Linked DNA regions of Mus musculus: regions 1 and 3 are each linked to region 2. The links are chromatin contacts, called in public Hi-C and HiCAR-type maps. All regions are on one chromosome and are shown on one strand. Each heading gives the region's core, a stretch centred on a gene start, on an enhancer-like site or on the middle of the called end of the contact. The rest is flanking DNA. Distances are from core to core; before and after follow the strand shown.

Region 1 (4,675 bases), core at 1,629-4,128, 330 kb before region 2:
TCATGCAAAACAACCTTACACGTTGTGCTGGCTGGTTTTGCGTGTCAACTTGACACAGGCTGGAGTTATCACAGAGAAAGGAGCCTCCCTTGAGGAAATGCCTCCATGAGATCCAGCTGTAAGGCATTTTCTCAATTAGTGATCAAGGATGGGAGGGTCCAGTCTATTGTGGGTGGTACCATCCTGGGCTGGTAGTCCTGGGTTCTATAAGAGAACAAGCTGAGCAAGCCAGGGGATGCAAGCCAGTAAGCAGCACCCCTCCATGGCCTCTGCATCAGCTCCTGCCTCCAAGTTCCTGTCCTGTGTGAGTTCCTGTCCTGACTTCCTTTGGTGACAAACAGCAATGTGGAAGTGTAAGCTGAATAAACCCTCTTCTCCCCAGCTTGCTTCTTGGTGATGATGTTTGTGCAGGAATGCAAACCCTAAGATACACATTAAGTTGAAAGAATAAACCATAAAATAAGGATTGATGGCAGAGGACACCAAACAGAAAAACTTCTTGAAATTGGAGCTGAGTAGATGGCTCAGCGGGCAAATCACTTGTGCAAACAGGAGGGCTTGCAAAACCATGGGCACAGTGTGAGCATTTGTAATCCCAGGACCCCTAAGGAAGCTTAGGATGTACACACGTGGGAGGATGAAAGGAGGCCCTTAGAGTTTTGTAGCATCTCTCGGGAGTTTGGTGGAAGTTCACACTTTGGTGCTATGCAGAGCATCCATTAGAAACTGGCAGGACTGATCAGCCCACCTCAACAGACTCTTCCAGTAGGGACTCAGCTGGAAGCTATCATGCTAAGACAAGCTTCCTGGAGGTGTAAGGAGCATGTTTGTGGTGTAACCATTCTGTAAAGGTTTGTTTGTGAGTGGGAAACCAGACCCCACTCTACCTATGCTCCTGTTTCACAGCTGTTCAAGTAGGCAAAATTAATCACCAAAACCTAACTCTCACTTACTATTTAATTTAGCCCAAAGATGAAAAGCAATATAGTTCCCATTCTTTTTTAATGATTTTTTTACAATATATATATATATATATATATATATATATATATATATATCAAAGGAAGAGAAGAAAGGCTGGATTTCCACAGGAGAAAAATGGAAGATAAGCCGGAACAGAACTTGGTAAGTTACTTGGAACCAAATAACACAAATTCAAGCATATATAGTAGCATCATCAAAAGCCACAGTGTGTTAGGAATTACTTAATTTAAACAGCAGCCACATAGCAAGACTCTGCGTGCCCCTGATTGGATTTGGTCAACATGAGCATCACTAAGCATTGAATCTGAGCATGTTTGACTTTCCGGCTTCCCCTGAATTCATGACAGACCCCTGGGTGCTGTGTTTTCCTACTCCAGGCTTTTGTGATGCATACACATCTTTCAGAGGCTTCCCCTCCAGACAGAAATCCTGGCGACGGAGCATACCAAGACTCATAATTTCAGTTTTCATTCTTAGAGCGCCATCTGCTGACCGTCACTTACAATTTTTTTTTTTCTCAGATGAATTCAGGATCAGGAAAACTGGCAATGGCTGTGCCCTCAGCTTCCATTCGGCAAGGCAATCCGGTAAACGCGCCTTTCAAAGGACCAGATATATGAGTGTTTATGTGCACATGTGAACACCCTGGACATGTATCAAATCACCCCACAATGCTCCATAAAAGCACACACTCAGGTGAATCAGGGCGTTAGGTGGTGTTTTGAGTATGATTCCAGTTAAACGTGAAGTAATCGCTACATGGAAGAGTGGGTTGCTGTGGACGGAGCACACAGTCTACAGTTGTTTTTTTCTTCTTTCTCCTCTGCCATTTCTAGGATGTTTAATAAATACCTTCTGGGATGGGAGAGATGGCTCAGCAGTTAGAGCACCTGCTGCTCTTCCAGAGGGCCCAGGTCCAGCTCCTAGCACCCTCACGGGGTAGCTCACAGCCTCTTGTAATTCGAGTTCCAGGGGATCTATCTTATCTGGTGCCCTCTTCTGACCCATGTCTGCCACTTCACATACATGGTGAGCTTACATCCACTTAGCCAACACAGACACATAAGACAAATAATTATTTTTTTTTAAGAAAAACACCTTCTGTCTTGTAATCAAGTGATCCATACTTCCTGCAAGCACACATTTGAAACATGTGAAAACCCATTGACATACTACGGAGTTTCATTTCAGTGGCCGTGATAAAATACCCTGACAACTTAGAAAAGAAGGAATTTATTTTAGTTCACAATTCCAGGTTACGGCTCATGATTGCTAGGAAGTCAAGGCAATAGGAACTTAAGACAGCTTGTCTCATGACGTCCACAGACGAGGGGAGGAAGAATGGGCACATATATGCAGAACAGTCAGCGAGCTGTCCCTGCAGTTACATAGCCCAGGTCCTAGGGGAATGACGCACAGCCACTTTCAGGCTGGGTCTTCCTACAACAGCTACTTCCTACAAGGGTTAACCAAGCCAACACTCCCCAGACATGCTTGCAGCTCAACCTGATCTAGGCAGTTCTCACGGGGACTCTCCCCAGAAGATGCTAGCCTGTGTCAAACAGACAGGTAAAGCTAACCTGCACGTGGACAGATGACACTGTGTACTTTAGCTCCATCTAGTGGCTGCAGGAGAATATGCAGTTAGAATCTAACCGGTTGTTCTCAAAAGATTTAAAAACTTATGAAAAGAACGTTGGGGGAGAGGAGAGGAGGAGGAAGAAGAAGACGGAAAGAGAAGAGATAAAAGAAGACAAGAAGGTTCGGGAAACATGGAGGAATGGAACATGCGAAATCCTTGAAGCACATTTTATGTGGGGTGAGAGCTGCTTAATTAGATACCGAGTCAATTCTGTCTGTATCTGGTACCACAGTGCATACTCCCCAGCAAGAAGTAGCCATGCAGAGTGGTCATCGGGGCATGGGAAGTACCGCCTACTGCCTCCATCCTGGGCTCTTGCTCAACAAAACTTCTTTTTTTTTTTTAAGATTTATTTATTTATTTATTATATGTAAGTACACTGTAGCTGTCTTCAGACAGAAGAGGGCATCAGATCTCATAACAGATGGTTGTGAGCCACCATGTGGTTGCTGGGATTTGAGCAGTCAGTGCTCTTAACCACTAAGCCATCTCTCCAGCCCTCAGCAAAACTTCTTAAGTAGCCCAGGTCCACCTGCCCAGGGATGGGCACCACCCACACTGAACTGGGACCTCCCTAGCAATCAAGAAAATGCCCCACAGACTTGCCAGTCAGACAGAAACAATTCTTCAAATGAGACTCCCTCTTGGGTGTCAACTTGGTAACCAAGATTAGTCAACACTGTTGCTGCCTTTATAACGCAAATCTCTCTACTTTTGCATTTCACTACCGGGGTGGGAACAGTGATCTAGGCCTTGCTTCCCTTTGGAGAGCCATCTCCTGTCCTTCGGGGCACCCCTCCTCCCTAGTCCTCTAGGCTCTGGGACCTACCATTTGTATTCTAATCGCCTGAGATACCTTCTCACTTCATTGCCTGGCTACCACCACTGGAAAACCTAGAAATGCATATATTTTATAAAGAAATTATGTTACCATATAAATCATAAAAATTCCATAAAAATTGTCCTTCCAGCCCCAGCACAGAGGTAAGTTTATATGATCTAGACACAGTTCTGTTGCTGACAATAAATGCACACTGACTTATCCATGTTTGAGTTGGAGGTTGTGTTGCTACAAAGCCGACTACATATTTTTGGGAAACTTTTTTTTTAAAGGCTTCTTTTATTTATTTCATCTATACAAGGACACTGTAGCTGTCTTCAAACACACCAGAAGAAGGCACTAGATCTCATCACAGATGGTTGTAAGCCACCATGTGGTTGCTGGGAATTGAACTTAGGATCCCTGGAAGAGCAGTCAATGCTCTTAACCGCTGAGCCATCTCTCCAGCCTGGACACTACTTTTCAATTGGTGCCAGATATGGTCTTAAACCTCCGAAAAGAAGCAGCTTCCTTACACCTAAAAAGTTTTGCTTGTAGTTCTAGAAATGAACACCAAGCACAGAATGGGCAAAAAAGAAAAAAAAAAGTGTTCAGAGTAAGGCCAAGAAGAAACACAGGATGCCACATGCCACTGGTGACCCATAGCCAAGCCTGGGGCCACAAGCATGGAGCTGAGAAACCTTCCTCATGAGCAGCTTGGCCATGGGGACAGGGAATGACTGACAGATGACAGTAAGCCAACTGGGAGAGACAAGAACCACATCCAGGAAGGGGTGAAGGAACCCGAAGCATCATAGATGGACCAAGTGCATGATGGGAAAAAACTGGACGGCTTTCCAGGATGATGAAGCTAAGGCATGAAGAAGGCATCACAAGGTTTCTGAGGTCTTATCTCTTCTGTGAAGGGATATATACATGGGACTGGAGTATGGGCTCATACTGGGATTTGCAGTTAATAGAGTTTGCTGCTCTTGCAGAGGACCATATTCTGGGGGTGTCCATATTCCACCCCCAGAACCATGTCTACGGATTCACAAATGCCTGTAACTCCAGGTCCAGAGGACCCTGCCTCTTTTTTTGGCTGCCACAGACACTCAAACACTTGTGCCTTAAATAGGCATACATCCATGTGTGTGCATGTACAAACACACACAAATAAAATTATGAGATATATATCTTACATTTACATAAGATATGTTCCTTACATA
Region 2 (4,918 bases), core at 2-2,501:
ACACACACACACACATATAATTAAATGAAACAAGATAATCTCTTAAAATGTGGGGTGGGGCACACTGTACTGAACGTGTACAATCTCTGTTTGGCATTATGCCCAATCAATTCTGTACACTAATTTCCATAGTGTTTGCACTGAGCTGGGTACCAAGCATTAACCAGGGATGATTTCATCTGTGGGCAAGGATAAGAGCACCAGTAAGTAGTAGAACCCTTGCCTAGCATGTACAGGGCCCTGAGTTCCTACCCCAGCACCACAGAAAAATCAATTATCTAATTAATTGATTAAAATAAAATATATGGAAAGCTATGCACAGAGACACGCAGATATCATTTTATATAGAGGTGGACTTGGGTATGTGAGAGGATCCTTGAGTGATCATGGGCGGGAGATGGCCACATAGTGAGGTATGTCTCTCCCCGCCCCCCCCCCTCCACCTGAGCTGAGAAGCAATTAGAGGCCCACAGGTTATACCCTTTCTCTTAAGTTCTTGCAAGTATTTATTGAGACACCCACAGCCATAGAGACCTGGATGCTGACACAGTGCCCACCACCTCCAACCTTCGTGTCTTGCTCAGATTTCACCGTCAAAGGAGCAGGGATATTGTGAGCAGAGCCATTAGGTTGCCTCTATCTATCTAGTGCATTCCCTAGCCCCTCTGTCTTCCAGGATCTTGGCATCTTGGGGAGCACAGGCTAAGTGAGTTTGGCATCTCTGTTCTAAAGGTCAGTGCCAGCCCATGCCTTTGGACAAGGATGCTCTCAGAGGCAAAGCTCGGGGCACGTGCAAACCCAAGCTTCCGCTGCCAGGCACCTCTGCTTCAGACTCCAATGACCCTTGACCTCAGACTCCAATGGGGTCTAGCCAGGGCTGTCTCTCCAACAGGTTAATCTCAGCTCTCCACAGTGGCCAGGGGGGGGGGGGAGTCTGACATGCTCAGCCATTGTGGGGTGGGGGGAGGAAGGAGGGAGGAGAGTCTGACATGCTCGGCCATTCAGACAGAGTGCTCTGTCCAGGTGAAACTACAGGATGCTCCAAAGCTGGCTGCCTCCTGCTGGCAGGCACCTGGTTTCTTCAAGGTCATGAAATCTATTTGCTTTAGCCCAGGGCATCAGTTAATAGCCACACTGGGGCCATGCTTGAACTGCCCACTTGGAAGTCAGGGGCAACCACCACCTCTGCGGAGTGTGGCAGTGGAGCTTGGCTCCTGCACCCCAGTGTGGCCATGATTGTTATGTAAACACAGAGCCCAGCTCCGGGGTGGCTCGCCCATCTGCTCCTCCGCACACTCTTTCTGCACTAATCATGTTCCACCCTCTTAGGTGAAAACTTGGAAAACGGACAGGGCTCTCAATCTCCTTTTCATTTCTAAAAGGGGCCATTTCAGCTAAGCCTGCCTCCCCATTCTTCTCCAGGGTTTGTGTTTGTGAAAAGACCCGTCTCAAATTTCTGGAGCAGGAGCAGCTGCTCCAGGCCTCTTTTCACTGGGCCCTGTCTCCCCCAACCTCGCCCCTCCCGCTCCCCTCCTTTTGTCTCTGTCAAAGCCAGCCCCCCACCCCCATCCTGACCCCTAGCCAACTCAGAGCCTTCTCCTTTGTCAGCCTCCCAGACGAGTTTCACCCTAAATCAAGCATTGTTTGGGCTCCTGGGGCCAGCACGTGCCCCACACCCCCTAATCTTTTAATTTCACCCCAGGAGAAGGCAGCTGTTACTGATATACGCAGTGCACAGCTGTTGGCTGGGCCTGCTGCTGACTCCTGGAACAATGAAAAGAAGTTCAAGCTGTCAGGACAGAAGCTTCCCTTCCCCCGCCCCTTCTTCTCCTTCTCCTTCTCCTTCTTCTCGTTCTTCCTCCTCCATCAACAGCTGGAAGCACATGCTATGAAATGGCGCCCTACAGCCACAGTGCGTGCCCCTCCTAAAAGTCAGGTTTTGTGTGTGCCCAATCATGAACGTCACCGCACCCTTCTCGGTTTACATTCGTGCTCACTTCAGAAGCAATCTCTCCGCTTCAAAGATCCCTGGCATGTGGCACATGCTACCACAGTGTTCATTGGATAAATTACAGGGTGAGTTCCATATGAGCCGAAGAGACCCCACACTGGCTCTGGGCACCAGTGTGTGCCCACCTGGGGTTCCTGGAGCCTGAGACACTGGGGTGTGAAGGCGACAGGATTGCTGGAGGAATGGAAGGCTTCCTAGGAGCCTGCAGAAAGTCTGGAGACATCTAAGAGTTCCGCAGGGCGTGAATAACCAGAACTCAAGGGAATGCCCTAGAAACACACATTAGGCAGGTCAGGGTCAAGGTTAGCCTAGCTTGGGAGAAAGGAGGCTGAGGCATGATGGGGCTGAGTGTACCTGCCAGGCTGGGAGAACTTGATTATAATACTTCCCCCACCCTAGTCCTCCCACCTGCACCCCAACAATCCTGGGGCACAAAGATTTGGGAGACCAGTGTTACACTGTGTAGCAAGAGGCTCACCCAGAGTGGTAAGTCACCTTTTCATGGCCAAGACACCTTCAACCTGGGAATCCCTGGCCAGGGAGGCTGCCCAGCAAACTGCTCTGGGTCGTCTTGCAAGAGTGCTGGAAGGTTGGTTCGCTGTCTACAGGGATCAGCGCAGCCACCGGGCTCAGCAATACAGCCAGAGTGGCATGGCAAACTGTAGTTTTGACTGCAATAAATGTTCATGCCCTGGGGTGGCTCAGGGCTACCGTATAGGATTTAACTATTGATTTAACTATTCCTAAAACAACCAGCACGTGCAGAATCTTAAGGTTCCCAGGGCGGCTCTGATGAGCAGCTAAGTCAGGCTCCCCTGCTGAGACTTCCCGTCCTACATCTGGGTTCCATTGTGCATTCGGAAGCATCTGGGTCATTCAACTCCAGTCTCCTAAATACAAAAGACTTTGTGACAGTGTTTGCATGTAGTCCCGGCTGCCCCCCAAACTCGTTATGTAGTCTAAAATGACCTTGAACTTATCTTTCTGCCTCCACCAAACATCTTGGGATTAAGGGACGCACCACCACATCCAGTTTATGTGGTGCTGGTGAGAGAACCCAGGGCTTTGTAAATGATAGGCAAGCACTGGGCCCACTGAGCCGCGACGTCCTCAGTCTCTTTTCAATACACCTCTCCAGTCTTCCTGAGAGGCAGGCTGCACTGAGGCCCCGCCTCGACATCTGTCCCTCTCTTCTGCCTGTCATTGCTGGGGCTCAGGGCTGTCATTGCCCAGAGGTGATTCGTGCAACCACAGGTTGATACAGGGCTTCTTTCTACTCACTTTATCTCACCTGGCGAGCAATTGAAAGATTCTGGAGGAAACCCGATGCTCAGATGCTCAGCAGAGCATATGGTGAGGCCCACACCTGCCCGGTGGAGCACCTGCTGGGCCTCCAAAGGGTGTGGGGCTGGTGCCCCAGGCCACAGGCAGAGCGTCCGATTAATTTGCATGCTGGGCGCCTGCCACGTGCCTGGACTTTGGGCAGATCTGACACGGCATGTCATTGCTTTGAAGATCTGCAAAGCTGAAGAAAGCTGTGGCCCAGACAACAAAGCCGCAGCCAGTCTGGGACACATGCTGTGCCCCCCCCCCAAAAAAAAGGGGAGCAGGCAGGCGCAAACCCTGGAGACCCACTGCCAGCAGACTGTACTGCAGCAGTCAGGACCCTGCGGAGGCCAGAGCTCAGCTGTCCAGCAACCTAAACAAGCCAGGGTGACCCAGAGAAGCTTAGCTCAGGGACAGCTTCATGGGAATCTAGATCCCTTCGTTTTTTTGTTCATTTTAGATAGATAATCGCTGTGTTCTTCCTCCATTTCTTTAGTGAGCAAAAAGAAATGAACCTACTACCCTGTGATCACATATTGCTGGTGACTGCACTTCTTGGCTGAATCCTCCAATTCAACCCGGAAGAAATAAATCTCATTCTTACCAGCCATGCATTCTGCTGCTGCAACAGGGGGATGTCATGTGAAGGTGGGGGCAGGGCAGGTAGAGTGGTGTACATGAATTCCTGCCCTGCTAGATTTGATCCTCAACCCCAGAAAAGGGTGAAAAGTGCCCGTTTGGCACTGTCCTCTCTGCTGCCGCTGGGGATGGTGACCGTATAGTCACAGTGAATGCATGTGTGATGGCCCATAGCCAACCTGTAGCCTTCAAACCACCTCTGGCACCTCGGCCATCTGTCCAGGCATGGAAAGAGCTGTGCATTGCATAGAGATAGGTCTCAGAAAGGGACGTAAGATACACCACGTGGCAACACAGCTAGGGCACTAAACGAGGGACACCCGGTACAATATTGTGACACTTGAGGCCTGGCTAGTGGTCACAGCTGAAGGCAGGAGGCCTGAGCATCCTGAGGCCTGTATTCCTGTCCTCTTGAACCCACCCCCACCCCTAGCCTGTGCCCTCCCTCACCCTTCAAGTTTGAAGAGATGTGGCGGCTCTCCTCCAGCAGCAGCAGCAGGCTGGGGAAGGTAGCAGGCAGGCCTGTTTTAAGGCCATTAGCAAAGAACAATGGGGTCTGAAAGGGTAATCCTAGAAGAGAAGAATGGGAGTCGGCCTGTGCCAGCCGCGGGGCTGGTTCATTACCCAGACAGCAGATGGAGGGTGGCCTGGTTGCCAGGCAGAATTCGAGCTACCCAGCACCTCCAGTGGGGGAGGCAAGAGCTGAAGGCCTGGTGTTCCTTCCCAGCACTTCAGCCCTGTCCCCTAAGGTTCTCCAGGCAATGAACTTCCTAGGGCCTTGACAGGACCGAAGACCCATGTGTTCCTGACCGTGTGCTCAGGAGTACCCAGGTGACCTACAAACCCTCCCCAACTGAGCTCAGAGGCTACTGGGACAGGAGGTGGGCGCCCTGAAGGGGCATAAGCCCCGCAGTTAGGTTCCCTCCTTGCTTCTGCCCAGGT
Region 3 (4,386 bases), core at 653-3,152, 270 kb before region 2:
AAGGAAGGATGCTGTACACTTCCTTATGTGAGCCGCCATCTAGGATAGCTGCCTCCCACTGGGCTTTCTGGGAGCCCACACGCACACGCACACACAAACACCAGCTCCTGCTGCTACAGTTACAGGCAGTGTGGTGGACTTTAGTCAGGGTTTCACTCTGACCTTCACCAGGCTGCATGCATGGTTGAATTGGAAAGGGACTGATAGAGATTTCTAAGAAAACCAAAGAGCCACTCACGCCGTTCTGTGAGTTCATAATTCTCAAGGACGGCTCCAGTGAAGCCTTCCTCTCGGTGACTTAGGAAAAGCTTATCAAATGCCACTCCCTGGAAGCACTCTTAAAATGCACAGGTTGTTCTTGGAGAGTAGTAGGCCAGAGCTGACCTTCAGTTAGCCAAGGGCATGAAGGGAAGGACCAGCTGGACTATGATATCATATTAACCCTCTTTGTGTTCAGTAACCTCGTCAGATACAAACCTGCCTCTGCACACTGTAAAATCTCTAGCATTGAGTAGTTACTAACTGCCTGGCTCATTTCAACCTGCCGCTTGATGGCTCAGTTAAAACCATCACAGATGCATATGTGCGCAGGGGAGATCAAGGAGTAGTTTGAGACAGGACCGGATGCATCCCAGGCTAGTCCTGATCTCAAGATGTTGACGATAACCTTGAACTCCTGATCCTACCGCGCCCCCCCCCCCACTTCCTGAGTGCCGGGATGGGCAGTCACCCCCTTTGCCCAGTTTTCTATTGTTTATTTTAAAGGGATTTCAAAAGGTTTGGGGGTTTAGAGTCTAAGGGGAATACTGAAGTAGATTGCTATTTGAATAAGAGATGTATTAAAAGATTATTAATGCCATGGATGGTCAGACAGACAGCATCCTGGGCAGGGACTCAGAGGACAAAGCAAGTCTAAGTGGTGGGGAGAGAGTAACTTCTTATACCTTTTAAAGTCAGGGAAGGTTCTGTGCCACATGATTAATGGACAGTCCATAGTACTCTCTTACAGTCTGGCTGTCTCTACTTCCTGTGAGCCCGGAGCCTTCGTGCAGAATCAGCAGCTACAAGGGCGTGGAGAACAATAATCTAGAAAAACGAGTTAATGGAGGTACTTCACGTGTCGTGTGGCCCTGGCTGACATCTAAGACACAATGGAGTGAGTGGAGAGTCAGGTCTAAAACGTCTGACTCATGAGCCTCTAGGCTGTGTGACCTTGGCCAAGTCACTTTCCTTCTCAGAGGAGGGTCACCAGCAAGTAAGCACACAGCTCCCGTGCCAGGCTGACCCGGTGGAACAGGGAAGGAGGACATGTTTTGCTATCAGTCCTGGTTATAATGCTGTCTGACAGGATGAATTAACAATAGTGTTTTAAACAGACTACACCTAACTCCAACCCTCAACTGCTGACCTCGGAGACCAAGACAGATGAGTGACAGTATCTGTCCTGTTATGGATCAATAAAACCAAAACCAAATCTATGCAGGGCCAAGAGCTAGGCACCCTCCTCTCAGAGCATCTGACCTGGCGACATCAGCCAATCCCTTCCTTTTACAAGGGCAAGACCTTCAGGGGTCACACTTGACATTCCAAAGTGGAATAGCAGTCACTTATCTGTACCATGTCACTAGAGCTGTGTGGGTCAGAGCCTACACCCTGGCAGCTACAAGGCAGGCTCAACCACCCGACCTGTCGTACCAGTCAAAGAGAGTAGTAATAGTGAAAGGCAGAGAAGCGGGGCGGGGGGTTCATATGATCCTGTCAGGAAGAAGGAAGAAGTTACCCCCAGTCTATCGCCAGAGTCTCGACAGGAAGCTTAGGCTTAAATAGAATGCAAGAGGCATGCATAGCTAAGCAGTCAGGTCAGGGTGTGGTCCTGCCCAGGATCAGCCCATCCCTGACACAGCTCCAGTTAGTTCAGTCCTTCCTCAAAGTGTTCTGGCGAGAGATCAGAACTGTGGGACGTCTCTTCCTGGGAGGCAAGGCAAGTTCCTCCTCTAATCAACACCAAGCTTCAACCTTTTTTTTTTTTTTTTTTTTTTTTTTTTTTTTTTGCCTCAGCATGGGATTCCCAGGAAAAGTCCAGCGGTTGGAGCAAGCTTCAACCTGTTTCAATAGTCTGATAGTACAGGCATTTCTTCCTAGAGTACCCCCTGCCTGATGGAACAGTTACAATTGTGCACTGTTCAGACTGCGTGCGTGCATCCCTGAGGTCACCGAGACTGGAGCCTGAACAGCACCATCCCATTTAAAAATGCATTTTCCAAGCGAATCACCTTTCAAATGACTTGCTTTACAAACCTTGACTATGCCATTTCGGGAAGATCCAGGCCCAGGGTCTGGATGAGTAGCTGCTGAATAAGTTTCTTTGCAAATGCCTGTTTGCACGTGCACGGTGGACAGATGTTATCAATGGCTGATCTGGGTCAGTGGTGTCTTTTGTTCCTGGGATTTGGAGGCTTCTGGGAGGCTAGAACTCAGAACACGTAGGGCTGGAGGGCTCATGTTATAAATGATTCAGCTGAAAATAGATTAGTCTGTTTCTCGTTGCTATACCAAAAATTTGAGGCTTGCAACTATATAAGGAAAAAAAGGGCACTTACTTGGCTTTTGGTTCTGGTGCTCAAGTATGTGGCCCTGGTGTCTGCTTGGCTCTGGTGAGAGATTTCTGGCTCCACCTCAACATGATAAGGAAGATGGGACAAGAGGGAATGATCACATGACCAGACAGAAAGCCAGAGGGATGCAAAAGTCAGCTTCCTCTTCACAGTAATTTGTCCCCATGACAACTAATGAGTCTTGAGGGACATACAATTCTTTCAGAGGGAAGAGCCATCATGAATGTTACTCAACAGGGTTAGTAGTTGTGACATCATTAGTCATGGCTGCCCCTCTTAAAGGTCCCACAGTCTCAATTCCACCGCACTTGGCACCAGGTTCCCACCACATGAATCTTGGTGTAATCATTCAAACCACATGAAAGCTATGGTAATCATGACTGAGCAACCCGGCAATCTGGAAGGATCCAGGTTCTGTTTGCTGGCCTTCCCTGAGGTCTATGGTCAGAGTAAAGCTGATATTTGAGTGCTTAAAAGAGAAACAGAGACAAGAAAAGTCTTGGAGGGCTGTGTCACCTCAACAGGACATGACAACTGTGACAGGCAGGAGCAGAGCTGGCAGGATTGTCCCCATTGTCCAGGCAGTGTACAGCTGGCCTTATGTCAATAGCTAAGCCTTCCTACACAGAACAGAGTCCAAGGGGTGCTGTCGTCATATGGACTTGGCTGCTGAAGCTGGTGGAGAGATTGGGGATTAGCTGCTGGGTAATCCAGGCTTCTCATTCCACCTACAGGGAGAAATGGACCCCTGCACTCACAGACATGTAGAACTGCTTGGAATATAGTTCCTCAGAACTGCGTTGAGGCCACCTCATCGGCGGCATAACGCTAAGGTCCCACGGGGAAAGTGACCTATAGACTGAAGCGTAGAGTCTGTGTCCAAGTGAGCAAAGACAGCCTCTGTGAGTGCTGGAAGACAGAGAGCTGGAATGTGGAACGGGGCAGGCCAGCTGGGGGCATGATGTGGCCAGTAAGCCAACCTCAGGGAGGGAAGCCAGATCCTGGCAAGGCAACAGGCCCAGCATGGTCTCAGTGCCCTCAGCTCAAGGCAAAAAAGTCCCAGAGGAGAACTAGGATGCCCAGCTTCAGATGGAGCCCCTGATGTCTTTGTTGGGGGTAAGTAGTGGGTAAGGATTCTTGATATAAATTATATTTTATTGGGAAATTTTTTTTCTTTGCTTTCCTGACAAAACACTCATCAACAATAATAACTAAACTCCATTGTCATCTTTTAGACGGGAGATTCCTTTAATGCTTCTATCAATTGAACTGCATCCCTGGCCTTTAAAGTGATGTTTATTTGTTATTATGTGTATGTCAGGGCATAATACATAATACATCTGTGCATGTCCCCTTGGAGGCCAGAAGAGGACATGGGATCCCTTGAAGCTGGAGTCGAATAGAGTGATACAAAGTTGTCAGCCACCCGACGTGGGTACTGGGAATCTGACTCAGGTCTTCTGCAAAAGCATACATAGTCATAAGGGCTGAGACATCTCTTTAGTCCCGCCTTCCCTCTAGGTTATTTTTAAGCCAGTAATGTTGAGTGGCTCCTCCTGCAAAGATGAAAGGAGACCCAAGAAAGGAAGTTCCTTTCTCAGTGAGGGACTTGGTCCTTGTCTATCCTTGTACCAATAGATAGCTCTGTTCATAGTGAGCTATCTTGAAGCAGGATGCTTCCCAAATATGATCCCATCCCCATTGTCCAGTACAAAGAGGGCAAGTCGGGACAGAGCTGGTTCCAGGAGCCGATAAGTCCTTATGTAGGGTG

Evidence for each region. Hi-C and Micro-C count contacts between places; a contact is called where the count stands out from the background. HiCAR-type assays count read pairs that join an accessible place to other places.
Region 1: a Hi-C map of embryonic stem cells shows a contact between it and region 2, with 2.3 times the contacts expected there. The contact joins two enhancer-like sites. A contact is called at or near these places in 1 of 15 datasets of contacts at CTCF or cohesin (large pre-B cells), 1 of 484 Hi-C or Micro-C datasets (embryonic stem cells), 3 of 115 datasets of contacts at active chromatin or transcription factors (all in embryonic stem cells) and 1 of 9 other capture datasets (embryonic trunk).
Region 3: a HiCAR-type map of embryonic stem cells shows a contact between it and region 2, with 3 times the contacts expected there. The contact joins two enhancer-like sites. A contact is called at or near these places in 4 of 484 Hi-C or Micro-C datasets (bone marrow-derived macrophages, embryonic stem cells and nephron progenitors), 6 of 115 datasets of contacts at active chromatin or transcription factors (differentiating embryonic stem cells, embryonic basal ganglia and embryonic stem cells) and 1 of 9 other capture datasets (embryonic trunk).

What each region holds. Positions count from the first base shown.
Region 1 is chr13:52,251,159-52,255,833 of GRCm38.p6, reverse strand. No RefSeq gene overlaps it. Among named protein-coding and RNA genes, the nearest start is that of Gm33116, 20 kb to the right of the region's middle. Within about 2 kb of position 2,878, at least 6 of the 459 cell types and tissues checked have an H3K27ac peak or open chromatin away from gene starts, as enhancers often do. A contact at or near this core is called in embryonic stem cells, where this site is marked.
Region 2 is chr13:51,917,529-51,922,446 of GRCm38.p6, reverse strand. No RefSeq gene overlaps it. Among named protein-coding and RNA genes, the nearest start is that of Gadd45g, 73 kb to the right of the region's middle. RefSeq lists an enhancer at 315-2,534. Within about 2 kb of position 1,251, at least 74 of the 459 cell types and tissues checked have an H3K27ac peak or open chromatin away from gene starts, as enhancers often do. A contact at or near this core is called in embryonic stem cells, where this site is marked.
Region 3 is chr13:52,187,232-52,191,617 of GRCm38.p6, reverse strand. No RefSeq gene overlaps it. Among named protein-coding and RNA genes, the nearest start is that of Gm33041, 33 kb to the left of the region's middle. Within about 2 kb of position 1,902, at least 64 of the 459 cell types and tissues checked have an H3K27ac peak or open chromatin away from gene starts, as enhancers often do. A contact at or near this core is called in embryonic stem cells, where this site is marked.